2 separate regions of the Zea mays genome follow, and region 2 is linked to region 1. Evidence: chromatin contacts called from public Hi-C data. All regions are on one chromosome and are shown on one strand. Each heading gives the region's core, a stretch centred on a gene start, on an enhancer-like site or on the middle of the called end of the contact. The rest is flanking DNA. Distances are from core to core; before and after follow the strand shown. Region 1 has its middle 11 kb from the start of LOC100384264. Region 2 holds the start of LOC100381287 (histone H3.3).

The links. A called contact is a pair of places that touch in the nucleus more often than the background predicts.
Region 2: a contact with region 1 is called in a Hi-C map of tassel, with 2.0 times the contacts expected there. The contact joins the promoter of LOC100381287 here to the enhancer-like site in region 1. A contact is called at or near these places in 3 of 25 Hi-C or Micro-C datasets (leaf, tassel and an unstated tissue).

Annotation. Positions count from the first base shown.
Region 1 is chr2:45,846,137-45,853,561 of Zm-B73-REFERENCE-NAM-5.0, forward strand. No RefSeq gene overlaps it. Among protein-coding and RNA genes, the nearest start is that of LOC100384264, 11 kb to the left of the region's middle. Within about 2 kb of position 5,830, at least 14 of the 20 cell types and tissues checked have an H3K27ac peak or open chromatin away from gene starts, as enhancers often do. A contact at or near this core is called in leaf and tassel, where this site is marked.
Region 2 is chr2:45,968,726-45,976,457 of Zm-B73-REFERENCE-NAM-5.0, forward strand. It overlaps LOC100381287 (histone H3.3), which reads right to left and starts at 3,103. Exons shown (of 5, transcript NM_001294303.2): 1 at 3,010-3,103; 2 at 1,816-1,916; 3 at 1,562-1,638; 4 at 1,389-1,479; 5 at 879-1,300. The coding sequence starts at 1,887. The coding sequence ends at 1,130.

The DNA of each region.
Region 1 (7,425 bases), core at 4,580-7,079:
GAGGCTTCTCCAGAACGCCCAGGTATGGATGTAAATATTATTACATTTTCTGCCGATTGTACTATTATCGGCGGCGATGAACCTGTTGTTGCCCAGTTTGATTTTGGTCCTAAAGAAGCCGCCTTTACTAAACCAAAAGAATCGGTAAATCATTTAAAGCCGCTCTTCGTGCGCGGCCACATTGATGGGATACCGATTGCTAAGATGTTGGTAGATGGAGGGGCGGCTGTAAATCTAATGCCTTATTCATTATACAGAAAATTAGGTAAACAAGATGACGAACTTGTCAAGACCAACATGACCCTCAGCGGTGTTGGAACTGATAGTTCGATCAAAGCCAGGGGAGTCACGTCCGTTGAATTAACCATCGGGACTAAGACCCTTGCTGCTGCATTCTTCGTCGCTGATGTAGAAGGAAATTACAGTTTAATCCTAGGCAGAGATTGGATTCACGCCAATCAATATATACCTTCTACATTACATCAAATGCTGATACAATGGGTAGGCGATGACATAGAACAAGTACATGCTGATGTATCGGCCTGCATCGCTGTGGCCGATGCCCCTGTAGTCTGGACGTATGAGACTGCTACATGTCTCACAGGAGTAGACTTTTCTGATTATCAATTCATAAGTATAGATAAGAAAGGTTTCATTCCTGTAATGCTAGAGCCGATGGAAAATCGGCTAAATCCTAAATAAAGTTAAATGATGAATACACACAAAGTTCATGAGTCTTTGGTCACGGACAGTTCGGCCGCCAAGGCCGGATGGTCTGGTCTTTCACAAAAGAGTTCGGACTTTAAGACCGAACATCTACCACAACGAAAAGACAGTATTACGGATGATCCGGTCCCCGAGACCGGAAAGTCCGCCATCACACAAAGATCATCTGATTCCTCTGTGGGGGACATGATAGAGGAATTCAGAGATCTTGATAAACTAGGACAGGGGTTTACATCGGCCGATCCTTTGGAGGAGATTGACATAGGAGATGGTAAAACTCCAAGGCCGACTTTTGTAAACAAGACCCTGGAGACCGATTCTAGAAATGAGATGATCGGTCTATTAAAGGAATATTCAGATTGCTTTGCTTGGAATTATACTGAGATGCCTGGATTAAGCTGAGAGATCGTAGAGCATCGGCTGCCTATTAAATCTGGTTTCAGACCTTTCAAGCAAAGAGCTAGAACATTTCGTCCGGATCTTCTCCCACGCATCAAGGACGAAATCCACCGGCTGCTAGAAGCTGATTTTATCAGACCTTGCAGATACGCAGAGTGGGTCTCCAATATTGTGTCGGTGGAGAAGAAGGAGACAGGTAAACTTAGAGTATGCATTGATTTTCGCAATTTAAATAGAGCAACTCCTAAAGACGAATATCCCATGCCCATAGCCGACACATTAATCAATAATGCATCAGGAAATAGAATTATTAGCTTCCTTAATGGTAATGCCGGATATAATCAGATTTTCATGGCCGAAGAAGATGCGTCTAAAACGACCTTTATATGTCCAGGCTTCATTGGTTTATTTGAGTGGGTTGTCATGACATTTGGTCTAAAAAATGCTGGTGCTACTTATCAGAGGGCTATGAATTTGATCTTCCATGAATTGTTAGGAAACACTGTGGAAGTTTACATTGATGATATTGTAGTCAAATCGGCTGAGTTTAGTTCTCATATAGCTGATTTGCGCAAGGCCTTTGATAAAATGCGTCAGTATGGTTTGAAAATGAACCCACACAAATGTGCTTTTGGAGTGTCGGCTGGTAAGTTTTTAGGATTTGTCATACATGAACATGGTATAGAGATAGACCCTGACCGAATCAAGTCTATTCGGAATGTGGGGCCTCCGACCTGTAAAGTCGAGGTACAGAGGTTCCTCGGCAAGGTGAATTATTTACGAAGATTTATTTCTAACCTAGCCGGGAAGATTGATGCGTTTACCCCTATTCTTCGGCTTAAGAATGATGCCGAATTCACTTGGGGGGCAGAACAGCAAGAGGCATTTGATCTCATCAAAAAATACTTATCTTCGTCTCCCGTATTAAAAGCACCACAAGCAGGAGTGCCATTTCGATTATACATTGCAGCTGAGGATAAGGTCATTGGGGCTGTTCTGACACAAGAAACTGAGGGGAAGGAGCATGTTGTGGCATATCTAAGCCGAAGGTTGGTGGATGCTGAAACAAGGTACACTTTTATTGAAAAGTTATGCTTATGCTTGTTTTACGCATGCACCAAATGTAGATGTTATTTACTGTCTAGTCATTGCACTGTTTCTGGTCAAGCCGATGTGATCAAATACATGTTGCATAACCCAATTATGAGTGGTAGAATTGGTAAGTGGGCTTATGCACTAATAGAATATGACTTGGCCTATGAACCATTGAAATCTATGAAAGGCCAAGTCGTAGCGGATTTCATTGTAGAACATCGGGTTAATGATATTCATGAGCTAGACATGTCATACCTCACTATTACTCCTTGGACTTTATATTTTGATGGATCGGTTTGCAATGAAGGGCAAGGAATTGGCATTGTACTTGTTTCACCAAGTAATGTCTCCTTTGACTTCTCTAGCCGATTGAAAACTTATTGCACTAATAATCAAGCTGAATATGAGGCCCTCCTATTCGGTTTAGAACTTTTAAATGGTATGGGAGTAAAACATGTGATGATATTTGGTGATTCTCAGCTGGTTGTCCAACAAGTGTTAGAAGAGTATCAATGTTTTGATAGTACTCTAAATAGTTACCTTGAGAAATGTTGGAGCATAATCCATTCTTTTGACGAATTCAGTATTCGGCATATCTCTAGAGTTGAGAATCATAGAGCTAATGATTTGGCACAAGATGCATCTGGTTATCGGATAAAGAGAGGGAAGTTTCACAAAACTGAAAATCTGATAACCAGTACAAAGCCAAATTCCCAGGTCGCGGACCGTCCGCGTGATGACGCCGGACCGTCCGGGGTTACCAGAAATGTTCTTTTCCTTAATTCGGCTGACAATGAAGCCGATGCAAGTGATTGGAGGACACCTATACTTAATTATTTACGAAATCCCAATATCAGGACAGATAAAAACATTCGGCGAACAGCTTTCAAGTATGTTTTGATGAGTGATGAACTTTACCGCCGAACAGTCAATGACATCCTGCTTAAGTGCTTGGGCTCAGATGATGCTATATTAGCCATGACCGAAGTACATGAAGGAATTTGTGGTACCCATCAATCAGCTCCAAAGATGAAGTGGTTGTTGCGAAGGTCTGGTTTTTATTGGCCTAGTATGACAGCTGATTGTTTCAAATACTACAAGGGGTGCCAAGTGTGTCAAAAATTCGGCGACCTACAGTTGGTCCCTGCAGCCGAATTACATCCTATCATCAAGCCTTGGCCATTCAGAGGATGGGGATTAGACTTTATTGGGGAAATTCATCCTTCATCATCAAAGGGGCATCAGTTTGTGTTAGTTGCCACTGACTATTTCACCAAATGGACTGAAGTCGTTGCTCTAAAGAACATGACGCACAAGGAGGTAATTGAGTTCATAACTGAGCATATTATTCATAGATTCGGCATTCCCCAGACCTTGACTACAGATCAAGGTACTTCTTTTATGTCAAAGGAGGTACGTGAATTTGCTGAATTATACAGAATTAAGCTGCTTAATTCGTCGCCATATTATGCTCAGGCCAATGGACAGGCCGAGTCTAGTAATAGGACGTTGATTAATTTGATAAAGAAGAAGGTATCTGATAATCCTAAACATTGGCATCAGATTTTGTCTGAAGCTTTATGGGCTCATAGAATATCTAAACATAGTGCTACTAAAGTATCTCCTTTTGAGCTTGTCTATGGGCAGGAAGCAGTGTTACCTGTGGAAATAAGTTTGAATGCTGTCAGGTTTGCCAGACAAAATGATCTAACTGCTACTGATTATTATAATTCAATGATGGATAATATTGATGAGGTGACCGACAAGAGGATGATAGCTTTGGGAGCAATAGAAAAGGACAAGATCATGGTAGCCAGGGCCTACAACAAGAAGGTCAAAGCAAAATCATTCCAAGTAGGAGACTTGGTGTGGAAGACCATTCTACCTCTAAGGAATAAAGACCGAAAGTTCGGGAAATGGTCGCCAAGCTGGGAGGGTCCTTATAAAGTGAAACAGGTGATGTCTGGTAACCCTTATTTACTACAAACATTACAAGGCAAGGATTTACCTAAGGCTTTGAATGGGCGTTTTCCTCAAACAGTACCATCCTAGTATGTGGCAAGATGCTTAAGAAAACCGATGTGATCACATCGAGTTAGTTGCTTTTGGTTCGCCCAGCTCCACCAAAAGGCAGGGGGCATATGTTCGAACCAGAAATGAGCCGGCGGACTGTCCGGCCCTGAGGCCGGACGGTCCGCGGTCCGGACGGTCCGCGCCTGTGGGCCGGACTGTCCGCGCGTGCGCAGAACAGATTAGGGTTCCGAGTTTTGTGCTACGGTTGTTAGCTATATTCGCGGGATTAGCTCGGAATTAGTTGTGTAAAGGGTCCAACCCCCCTCCTCTATAAATAGAGAGGTCTACGGCCGATTTGTAATCATCAACAATCGAATCAATACAACTTTTATTCGCATTTTATCCTAGGAGTAGTTCTAGTCTAGTTTAGGTTTAGCCTCCCAATCCCCAAATTCTTCGTCTCTCTTCGGCTCTATGTCGATTAGAGGAGTCTAGGTCGGCCGGCCCGAGCCTAGACACCACCTAGGATCTCTCCTCCCCGCCGGGGTCCCTCCCGCGAGCGAGATCCAGGCGCCGCCGGCGACTTCCGCCGCCTCTGCGTACGCGCGGACCGTCCGGCCCCCAGGGCGCGAACCGTCCGGCCGTCAGGCAGAGAAGCCCTAGCCGCGCATCAGGCCGCGGACCGTCCGGCCCCAGGCCGCGGACAGTCCGCCCCTGCGCAGAGAGTATCACCGCGCCTCGCACCAGGCCGCGGACCGTCCGGCCCCGCGCGCGGACCGTCCGCCCCTGTGCAGAGAGCACCGCCGCCGGTTCTTCTTGAGTATTTGGCGCTCCGAAAAGGCATCAACACTTAGGAATGGCTCTGAAATTTTTCTAGTTGATTAAAATTTATATAAATTAAAGAAGTAATCTGGCTCAGAATGGTTTCATGTCACCGTTCCTAGACAACCGAACGACTCTTAAACACGCTGTAGTCGGAACGATTTTTGTCCCGTTCTTTTACGAAAAAAACGCCTGAAGGCCGCTCAATTCAGCCAGGTTAGTCAGGCTTGGCCATTGTGACTCTGTTTCGAAAACAACATGCTGACGGCCCGTGTCAAGGGCTAGGTGTGGTGTGACTCATTCGCGGTCGAATCAACAAACTGGTCAAGCTCAGAGCGCAGACATAGTCATCAGGGTTTATAATGCTAAATTATTATTAAGTCGCGCAACGAGCTTGGTGGTTTTTTTGATTGGTCGGAACTCAAGGGTTTACAAGTTAAATCGCGCTGTGAGTTTCCTGTTTTTTTTTAAAAAAAATTGAGTTTGGTGTTTTTTGGATTAGCCAGGAGAGGAACCCGTCCATTAGGGAAGGACGAGAATGGTGGGTTAGGCACGAGTACACTTTCGAGTTTCGAATGGAAGACCGGCCGGCCGATCAGTCAAGGCTGCCACGCACGGGTAAAATGAGTTGGTCGTGTCCCGTGCCAAAAGCAAAAGGACACCACCACTTTGGAGACTTTTCAAACGAAAAAAGAAAATGCAACCCTTGTATGGATGCAGCCTTCTCGAGCTGCTGCTGCGCGGTTTGCCGGTCTACCTCCTATCAGTAATGGGCTGGACTTTAAAACTGGCCTGGCCTACGCAACTATGCTGGATTCGTCGCCAGCGTACGTGTAGAACAGGACAAAATAATTATAGCTTGTGAAACTCACTTAACTTGTGGTTAACTCGGTTCGACTCGACGTGTTTCAAGTTTATCGTGGGCTGAGCTAGCATCCTAGCTCGATTTACTAACGAGTCAGCTCGTTAGCTCGAACGGGCTACCATTTGTCAGCAAAACAAAGTCTACGGTTGTGTTGGATGAACTAATAAATGATGAAGTGTGTTAATTTGGTGTTGAATTGATGTGGTATGTGAAATTGTGAGTATAATTTTTTTAGTGTTAAATTAGTCTAGAACTAACTACTAATTGATTATATTGTATATTTGTATATTGTTTTTTTTGTTCTGGCTCCGGAGCTAAACGAGCCAGCTCAAGCTCGCAAGACGTGTCGAGCCAATCTAATTCTTTAGCTCGGTTCTTTAAAGAGCCGAGCCGAACTAGCTCGATATCCAGCCCTACATACGTGGAGAGAAAATTAAATAAAAGAAAAAAATCTAGGACGACATATTATGGGAACTTCTATAGCTCGTGCTAACGCTACAATCTTAAAGAAGAAAGGGGAGAGGACGTTGACAGCGGTATGTGAAAGTCGCCTAGAGGGGGTGAATAGGCGGAATCTAAAATTTTACAAACTTTAAGCACAACTACAAGCCGGGGTTAGCTTTAGAATAAAATCCGAGTCCAAGAAAGAGGGTGAAAAACAAATCAAAGGCAAATGAAGCGGATGACACGGTGATTTGTTTTACTGAGGTTCGGTTCTTGCAAACCTACTCCCCGTTGAGGTGGTCACAAAGATCGGCTCTCTTTCAACCCTTTCCCTCTCTCAAACGGTCACCTAGGCCGAGTGAGCTTTCTCCTTAATCAAATAGGTCACTTAGACCCCTACAAGGACCACCACAACTTGGTGTCTCTTGCTTTGATTACAAGTGTCCTAAGAACAAGAATGGGGAAGAAGAAAGCGATTTAAGAACATGAACTCAAATGAACACAAATGTCTCTCTCTCACAAGCCACTAAGTCTTTGGAATGAGTTTGGGACTTGGAGAGGATTTGATCTTTTGTTTTGTGTCTTAGAGTGAAGTCTAGAGCTTTTGTATTGAATGCAATGTCTGAAAATCTTGGATACTTGGAGTGGTGGTGGTTGTGGGGTATTTATAGCCCCCCAACCACCAATTCAATCGTTGGGGAAGGCTGCTGTCGATGGGCGCACCGGACAGTCCGGTGCGCCACCGGACACTGTCCGGTGCACCAGCCACGTCACACAACCGTTAAGGTTCTAACGGTTTCGACCGTTGGAGTTCTGACTTCTTGGTGCACCGGACAGTCCGGTGCCGCACTGGACTGCCACTGTTCACTGTCCGTTGCGCCTCTGGCGCCTGCTCTGACTTTTGCGTGCACTGTTCACGCTTTTGCAGACGACCATTGCGCAGATAGCCATTGCTCCGCTTGGTGCACCGGACAGTCCGGTGGCACATCGGACAGTCCGGTGGCACATCGGACAGTCCGGTGAATTTTAGCGGAGCGGCCTCTGAGAAACCCAAAGTCGAG
Region 2 (7,732 bases), core at 1,853-4,352, 120 kb after region 1:
AGGAGCCTAGGGGTAGAAGAGAGATAAGAGATGATCTTAAATAATATTGTTTATTGTATCTAAGTGACTAACATGTTTTGATGGTGTGTTAAATCTGAGCGTAATTTATTTGGTGGATTTAGGTCTTGTTTGGTAGATCTTCACTTCAAGAATTTCAAGTCTATTTCAGCTTCATCTATCCAAACAGATCTAACTCCACTAGCTCTAGCTTTAAAAAAACTGAAACTAGAGACCAGTTTCATGAAATTTTCGAAGCTACTCAAATGGTGCTTCAAAAACATTGTTTTCATACTTTCTAATAAAGTTGCACAAAAGTTACTCACCATATCATTGGTTACATGACAAATCCATACATGTCTCTTTCTCCACTAGCTAATCATCAAGAGTAATTAAGAAAACTCGTATACAAATTAAATGTAATACAGAAGCGAAAATCTATGTGCAAGCCAAATATTCTTGAACCCTACCTTACCAATTTATTGAAGTTGTTTCATAGTGAAGCTGAAAAACCGAAGCTGCGATTTTTTAAATGAAGCTCTTCTAAACATGGCCTTAGTGAGAGTTATGGATGAGGGTGATTTGGTTAGATAAGTTTTACAAAGTTTAAAGGGTTGGATAAATAGTGGTACAAATATGTGCATACATGGAGAGAGAGAGAGAGAGAGAGAGAGAGAGAGAGAGAGAGAGAGAGAGAGAGAGAGAGAGAGAGTTGGCTCTTAGCACTTTCGCTAGCGGAAGCATGCCAGAAGAAATGTTGGTGACCGCTGCCTCCGATAAAGCGGTACATCAATACCGCAGCAGACGACAACATGCAGACACACAGATCTCAGGACAAAACAATGTAACCGATGCTGCCTAAATATAACGAAGTTCACGAGTTAACATATCAATTCGTCGTTCAGATAACCAATAAGGTTGATCCGTTGATGGGCGAAACCAACACCAACACTAATTGACAACAATTATAAATTTTAAAACATAGTCAGATTGCAGAACTTCCTACCACTCGTCCACTACGGATGAATATTACGAATTCGAACACCCACAAATGTAACTTCCACAAAAAGCAAGCATCGAACAGATGCAAACCATACTACGGAGCCACTCCCAGTAGCAGTAAACAGAGAATCTAGGCCCTTTCACCACGGATCCTCCTAGCCAGCTGAATGTCCTTGGGCATGATGGTCACGCGCTTGGCATGGATGGCGCACAGATTAGTGTCCTCGAATAGACCCACCAGGTACGCCTCCGCAGCCTCCTGCAGCGCAAGCACCGCATGGCTCTGGAAACGAAGATCAGTCTGCACAAATACAACGGGTTGAGAAGTGCACTTCTACGTTTACTTCAGAATTCCTAGATTACATGACGGTATGAAAATGAAATCTCACCTTGAAATCCTGGGCAATCTCCCTGACAAGCCTTTGGAACGGAAGCTTCCTTATGAGCAGGTCAGTGCTCTTCTGATACTTGCGGATTTCACTGCAAAGTCAGGGAGAACAATTGTCATATTATTTGAAGTGTAATAAACAGTAAACAATCAAAAGAATCATGTATCGCCCACCGAAGAGCAACAGTTCCAGGGCGGTAACGATGAGGCTTCTTTACTCCCCCAGTTGTGGGTGCAGACTTACGGGCAGCCTGTCAAATTAACAAAACTAAGTTAATGATTGTTTCACAAATATATCTAAGATGACCTACTGTCCAATTCGAAGTTTAATGACCAGTTCATAGTTTATACACATAAAGGTGAAGTATGTACAGCATAACAACAAACAATAATAAAAATGGTACAAGAACAGATTACTAGAACCAAACCTTGGTGGCAAGTTGCTTCCTAGGAGCCTTCCCTCCAGTGGACTTGCGAGCAGTTTGCTTAGTACGAGCCATGGGTCACTAAACTATGGTTTACCTGAAAACTGCAAAAAAATTATAAGTAAAAGGTTAGCCAAAATCTTTAGAATACTCCTGACAAATTAATTACATAAATAATTCATCACGCATAGGTTTAAAACTGTGTCAGATTAGTTTTACGGCACAATGGAGCTAAAGACTAATTTTCTTGGAAAGTATAAATTATAAACCTCAGACTGATCCTAATCCAAAAGAACACATGAGATGATCTAATAAGAACACTATCATTACAACTGCGAATAAGGAACAAACAATCTGAATAGACAGCTATTGTAGCCTGATCACTATCCCATCTTCTCACAAGAATAATGACACAATGATACAAAATATCATGATCATGTCTTTCAACAAATTGATTCGTCCATAAAATGATAATGTGAACCACCCCAGACGTGAAAATATCAACATATATTTGTGTCACATCAACAGGCGACAGACAGGTTTGGGCACTTTTTTTCTTAAGGAACAGAACAATTAACATCAACGTTGCTGCTTTCATATAACAACACACAACCACATATAAAATTGCACCATGTACACTAGTTTAAGTGCACCGAACATCAGTTGAATTATTGTTGATCAATGGTAAATGACAACATTGACGAGGCCCGCCACAACATCGTCACAATCGGATGCTTAACTATGAAAGAACAAGGTTTGTCGAATCCAATGACCAGGCATTGAATCCAGTGATCAGGCACGACATAACAGTATCAGTAAAACCACATCTATAACCATCAGTTCTAACGGTGTGGGTTAGCCGCATCGTGATAGATGATTTATGCCTAAAACGAAGCCATGTATGCTTGCGAAATCATGTGATTGGCAACATCGTATCACGATAGTAATTGCCAAACAAAAAAAAGCCAACGACCCCGCAGCACGTAGGCACAGGCAACCACATGTGCACGAGATTAAGCATGAGCGAACCGAAAATTCCAGCGACCAACCATACCCTAATCCCTAATCATGGAACCCTAATCGCGACAGATATTCGAATCGGCGACGAGCGCCGCTTCCGTAAACTAACAAAACCGCGAACGAGTCAGTAACTGCAGGAACCGAAAATTCGAATACTGTGTCGGAAAGCATGGTTACCTCGAGCGCCTCCCAAATCCCAAATCAACAGAGAGCGGTTTGCGACCCGCGAGGCCTTTTCCCCCCAAACCTGAGATTAGAACTGGCTATTGATGGCGGCGGTTGGGTAGGGGTAGGGAACTATATATGGGGCAGTTTAGCTTGTGGTTCAAACGAACCGTGCGGATCGGGCGTCGTTGTGCTTGGCTACCCACGATCGGACGGTTGATGATAGTCGCTAAGCTGTGACGCGGATCGGGGAGGGTAAGCTCACGCTCTATTGGTTGGGAGTTGGGACCTGGAGGACGGGGATCTTGATTAGTGGAACGGGAGCGATTTTTGTACGTCGGTACACAATTTGTTCCGAAGTCTGCATGTGGGCCACAATTTTTTTTTAGTGTGATTGAAAAACCGTTAGTTACGCGTGTCCTTGGAGGACCAGAGAGCAATGAGACAGGGTCACAGGGAAGGTACTGGGTCGGCATGCTAAACCTATGCACAATTGCGGTTGCAATTACGGTTCGTTCTTCGTCGAACCCAACAAGCGAATAAAAGCCCAAAATGGCACGGTCTCTTGCTGAACAGCCAATGTCCTGATTGGTATGGTTCCAACTAGAGATGTCAATAGGGATCTGATACCCGCCAACTCTTGGGGAATTCCCCTATTAGGGTATAGGTATGTAACAAAATTCATCCCTCCCTTACTCCGTGCTTCTTTATGAACATCAAAGTGTAAGAGCGAGAGACTCTAAGTTGTGGAGATTCCTCGCTAGCGGGATATAGTAAAGCAAAGCAAAACATCGTGGTATTCAAGTGGGTCTTTGGACCGCTTGAGAGGGGTTGATTGCAACCCTCGTCTGTTGGGACGCCACAACGTGGAGTAGGCAAGTTTTGTACTTGGCCGAACCACGGATAAACCACTGTGTCTATCTGTGTTGATCCTCTTGTGGTTGTTGTGTTTTGCAAGAACTCCTCTCTAGCCACTTGGCCTTATTGTGCTAACGCTTAATCAAGTTTTTGTGGCTTTAAGTTTAAGTTTTTACAGGATCACCTATTCACCCCCCTCTAGGTGCTCTCAATTGGTATCAGAGTCGTTCTCTTCACAAAGGGACTAATCGCCCGAAGAGATGGATCCTAAGGGCAAGGGGATTGTGATCAATGATAAGGAGAAGGAGTCCTTCGTCAACGAGCCGAAAGATGACAAGCCTACCGACTCGGGCTCGGGCTACAAACGAAAAGATGGGAAGAAGAAGAAGACAAGGCGTATCAAGGAGATAGTCTACTACGACGACAGCGTCGAGTCCTCTTCTTCCCAAAAGGACGACGACAACGACTACGAGAAAAAGAAGACGGTTAACTCAAACTTGTCTTTCGATTATTCTCGTATTATGCATAGTTCAAATACACATTTGGTTTCCATTCCTCTTGGCAAACCTCCACACTTTGATGGGGAGGACTACGGATTTTGGAGTCACAAAATGCGTAGTCACTTGTTCTCTCTCCATCCAAGCATATGGGAGATTATAGAGAGTGGAATGAAATTTGATAGCTCGGATAGTCTCATGTTTATAAATGAACAAATCCATAAAAATGCACAAGCTACTACTGTCCTTTTAGCATCTTTGTGCAGGGAAGAGTACAATAAGGTGAGCGGCTTGGACAATGCCAAGCAGATCTGGGACACCCTCAGGATCTCGCATGAGGGGAACGACGTCACCATGCTCACCAAGATGAAGTTGGTGGAGGGCGAGCTTGGAAGATTTGCAATGATAAGGGGAGAGGAGCCAACTCAAACATACAACCGGATCAAGACCCTCATCAACAAAATAAGGAGCTACGGAAGCACGCAATGGACGGACCACGACGTCGTTCGCATAATGCTAAGGTCTTTTACTGTCCTTGATCCACATCTTGTGAACAATATTCGTGAAAATCCTAGGTACACCAAGATGTCACCCGAAGAAGTACTTGGGAAGTTTGTAAGTGGGAGAATGATGATCAAGGAGGCGAGATACGTGGACGACGCGTTGAATGGTCCAATCCATGAGCCTCAACCCGTTGCTCTCAAGGCAACGAGTAGCAAGGAGGCGCTACCTAGTAAGGTGGCGCAAGTTGAGGCGGCGGGACTAAATGAGGAAGAGATGGCCCTCATCATCAAGCGCTTCAAGACAGCGCTAAAGGGTCGCAAGGGGCAGCCTAACAAGAACAAGACGAAGGGGGAAGCGCTCATGCTTCAAATGTGGTAAGGTTGGTCATTTTATCGCTAACTGTCCCGATAATGATAGTGACCAGGAACAAGAGAACAAGAGGGAAAGGAAGAAGTCTTACAAGAAGGCTAAGGGCGAGGCACACCTTGGCAAGGAGTGGGACTCGGATTGCTCGTCGTCCGACTCCGACAACGAAGGACTCGCCGCCACCGCCTTCAACAAGTCATCCCTCTTCCCCAACGAGCGTCACACATGCCTCATGGCGAAGGAGAAGAAGGTATATACTCGGAATACTACCTATGCTTCTTCAAGTGAGGATGAGTCTAGTGATGATGATGAAATAGATTACTCTAGTTTGTTCAAGGGACTGGATAGAACTAAAATTGATAAAATTAATGAATTAATTGATGCCTTGAATGATAAGAATAGGTTATTAGAAAAGCAAGAGGATCTTTTGTATGAAGAACATGATAAGTTTGTAGAGGCACAAAAATCCCTTGCTTTGGAAATTAAAAGGAATGAAATGCTTTCTGGTGAATTGTCTACATGCCATGACTCTATTTCTAGCTTAAACTAGAAGTAGCAAATAGATCTAACTCTTGTGTAGAACATGTTGTGATTTGCACTAGGTGTAAAGATTTTAATGTTGATGCTTGTAGTGAACACCTAGTGTCTATTGCAAAGTTAAATGATGAAGTGGCTAGTCTTAATGCCCAACTTAAGACTAGCAAAAATGAATTTGATAAACTAAAATTTGCGAGGGATGCCTACACGATTGCTAGACACCCCTCAATTAAGGATGGGCTTGGTTTCAAGAGGGAAGCCAAGAACTTAACTAGTCATAAAGCTTCCATCCCCGCCAAGGAGAAAGGGAAGGCCTCTATGACTAATAGTGTTCAAAAGAACCATGCTTTCATTTATGGTGATAGAAAATTTTCTAGAAATATGTATAGGACCTGTGCTTATGATTCATATGCTATGACTGCTTCTAGTTCCCATGTTGTGCATGGTAGAGATATGCCTAGGAAAAATATTCATCATGTGCCTAGAAAGAATATTGTTCATGTTCCTAGGAAAGTAATTAATGAACCTTCTACAATTTTTCATACTTGCAATGCGTCCTTTGCTATTTGTAGAAAGGATAAGAAGGTAATTGCTAGGAAATTAGGGGCAAGATGCAAGGGAGATAAAACTTGCATTTGGGTCCCTAAAACCATTGTGACTAACCTTGTAGGACCCAACAAGAGTTGGGTACCTAAAACCCAAGCCTAAATTTGCCTTGCAGGTTTATGCATCCGGGGGTTCAAGCTGGATTATCGACAGCGGATGCACAAACCACATGACGGGGGAGAAGAAGATGTTCACCTCCTTTGTCAAGAACAAGGATTCCCAAGATTCAATCATATTCGGTGATGGGAACCAAGGCAAGGTGAAAGGGTTAGGGAAGATTGCTATTTCATCCTAGCACTATATTTCTAATGTGTTTTTAGTTGAGTCACTTGGATATAATTTGTTATCCGTTAGTCAATTATGCAATATGGGATATAATTTTTTATTCACAAATGTAGATGTGTCTGTCTTTAGAAGAAGTGATGGTTCATTGGCTTTTAAGGGTGTACTAGACGACAAACTTTATTTAGTTGATTTTGCAAAAGAGGAGGCCGGTCTAGATGCATGCTTAATTGCTAAGACTAGCATGGGCTGGCTGTGGCATCGCCGCTTAGCACATGTGAGGATGAAGAACCTTCACAAGCTTCTAAAGGGAGAACACATGATAGGTCTAACTAATGCGACTTTCGAAAAAGATAGACCTTGTGCATCTTGTCAAGCAGGTAAACAGGTGGGAAGCTCTCATCATACCAAAAATGTGATGACCACATCAAGACCTTTGGAGATGCTTCATATGGACCTCTTCGGACCCGTCGCCTACCTAAGCATCGGGGGAAGTAAGTATGGTCTTGTTATAGTTGATGATTTTTCCCGCTTCACTTGGGTATTCTTTTTGCAGGATAAATCTGAAACCCAAGGGACCCTCAAGCGCTTCCTAAGGAGAGCTCAAAATGAGTTTGAGCTCAAGGTGAAGAAGATAAGGAGCAACAACGGGTCCAAGTTCAAGAACCTTCAAGTGGAGGAGTACCTTGAGGAGGAAGGGATCAAGCACGAGTTCTCCGCTCCCTACACACCACAGCAAAATGGTGTGGTAGAGAGGAAGAACAGGACACTCATCGATATGGCAAGGACGATGCTTGGAGAGTTCAAGACTCCCGAGTGCTTTTGGTCGGAAGCCGTGAACACGGCTTGTCACGCCATCAACCGGGTGTATCTTCATCGCCTCCTCAAGAAGACTTCGTATGAGCTTCTAACCGGTAACAAACCCAATGTATCTTACTTTCGTGTATTTGAGAGCAAATGTTACATTCTAGTGAAGAAAGGGTTATTGTTAGGTTATGACTCAAATACAAAGGCGTATAGGGTCTTCAACAAATCATCGGGTTTGGTTGAAGTCTCTAGCGACGTTGTATTTGATGAGACTAATG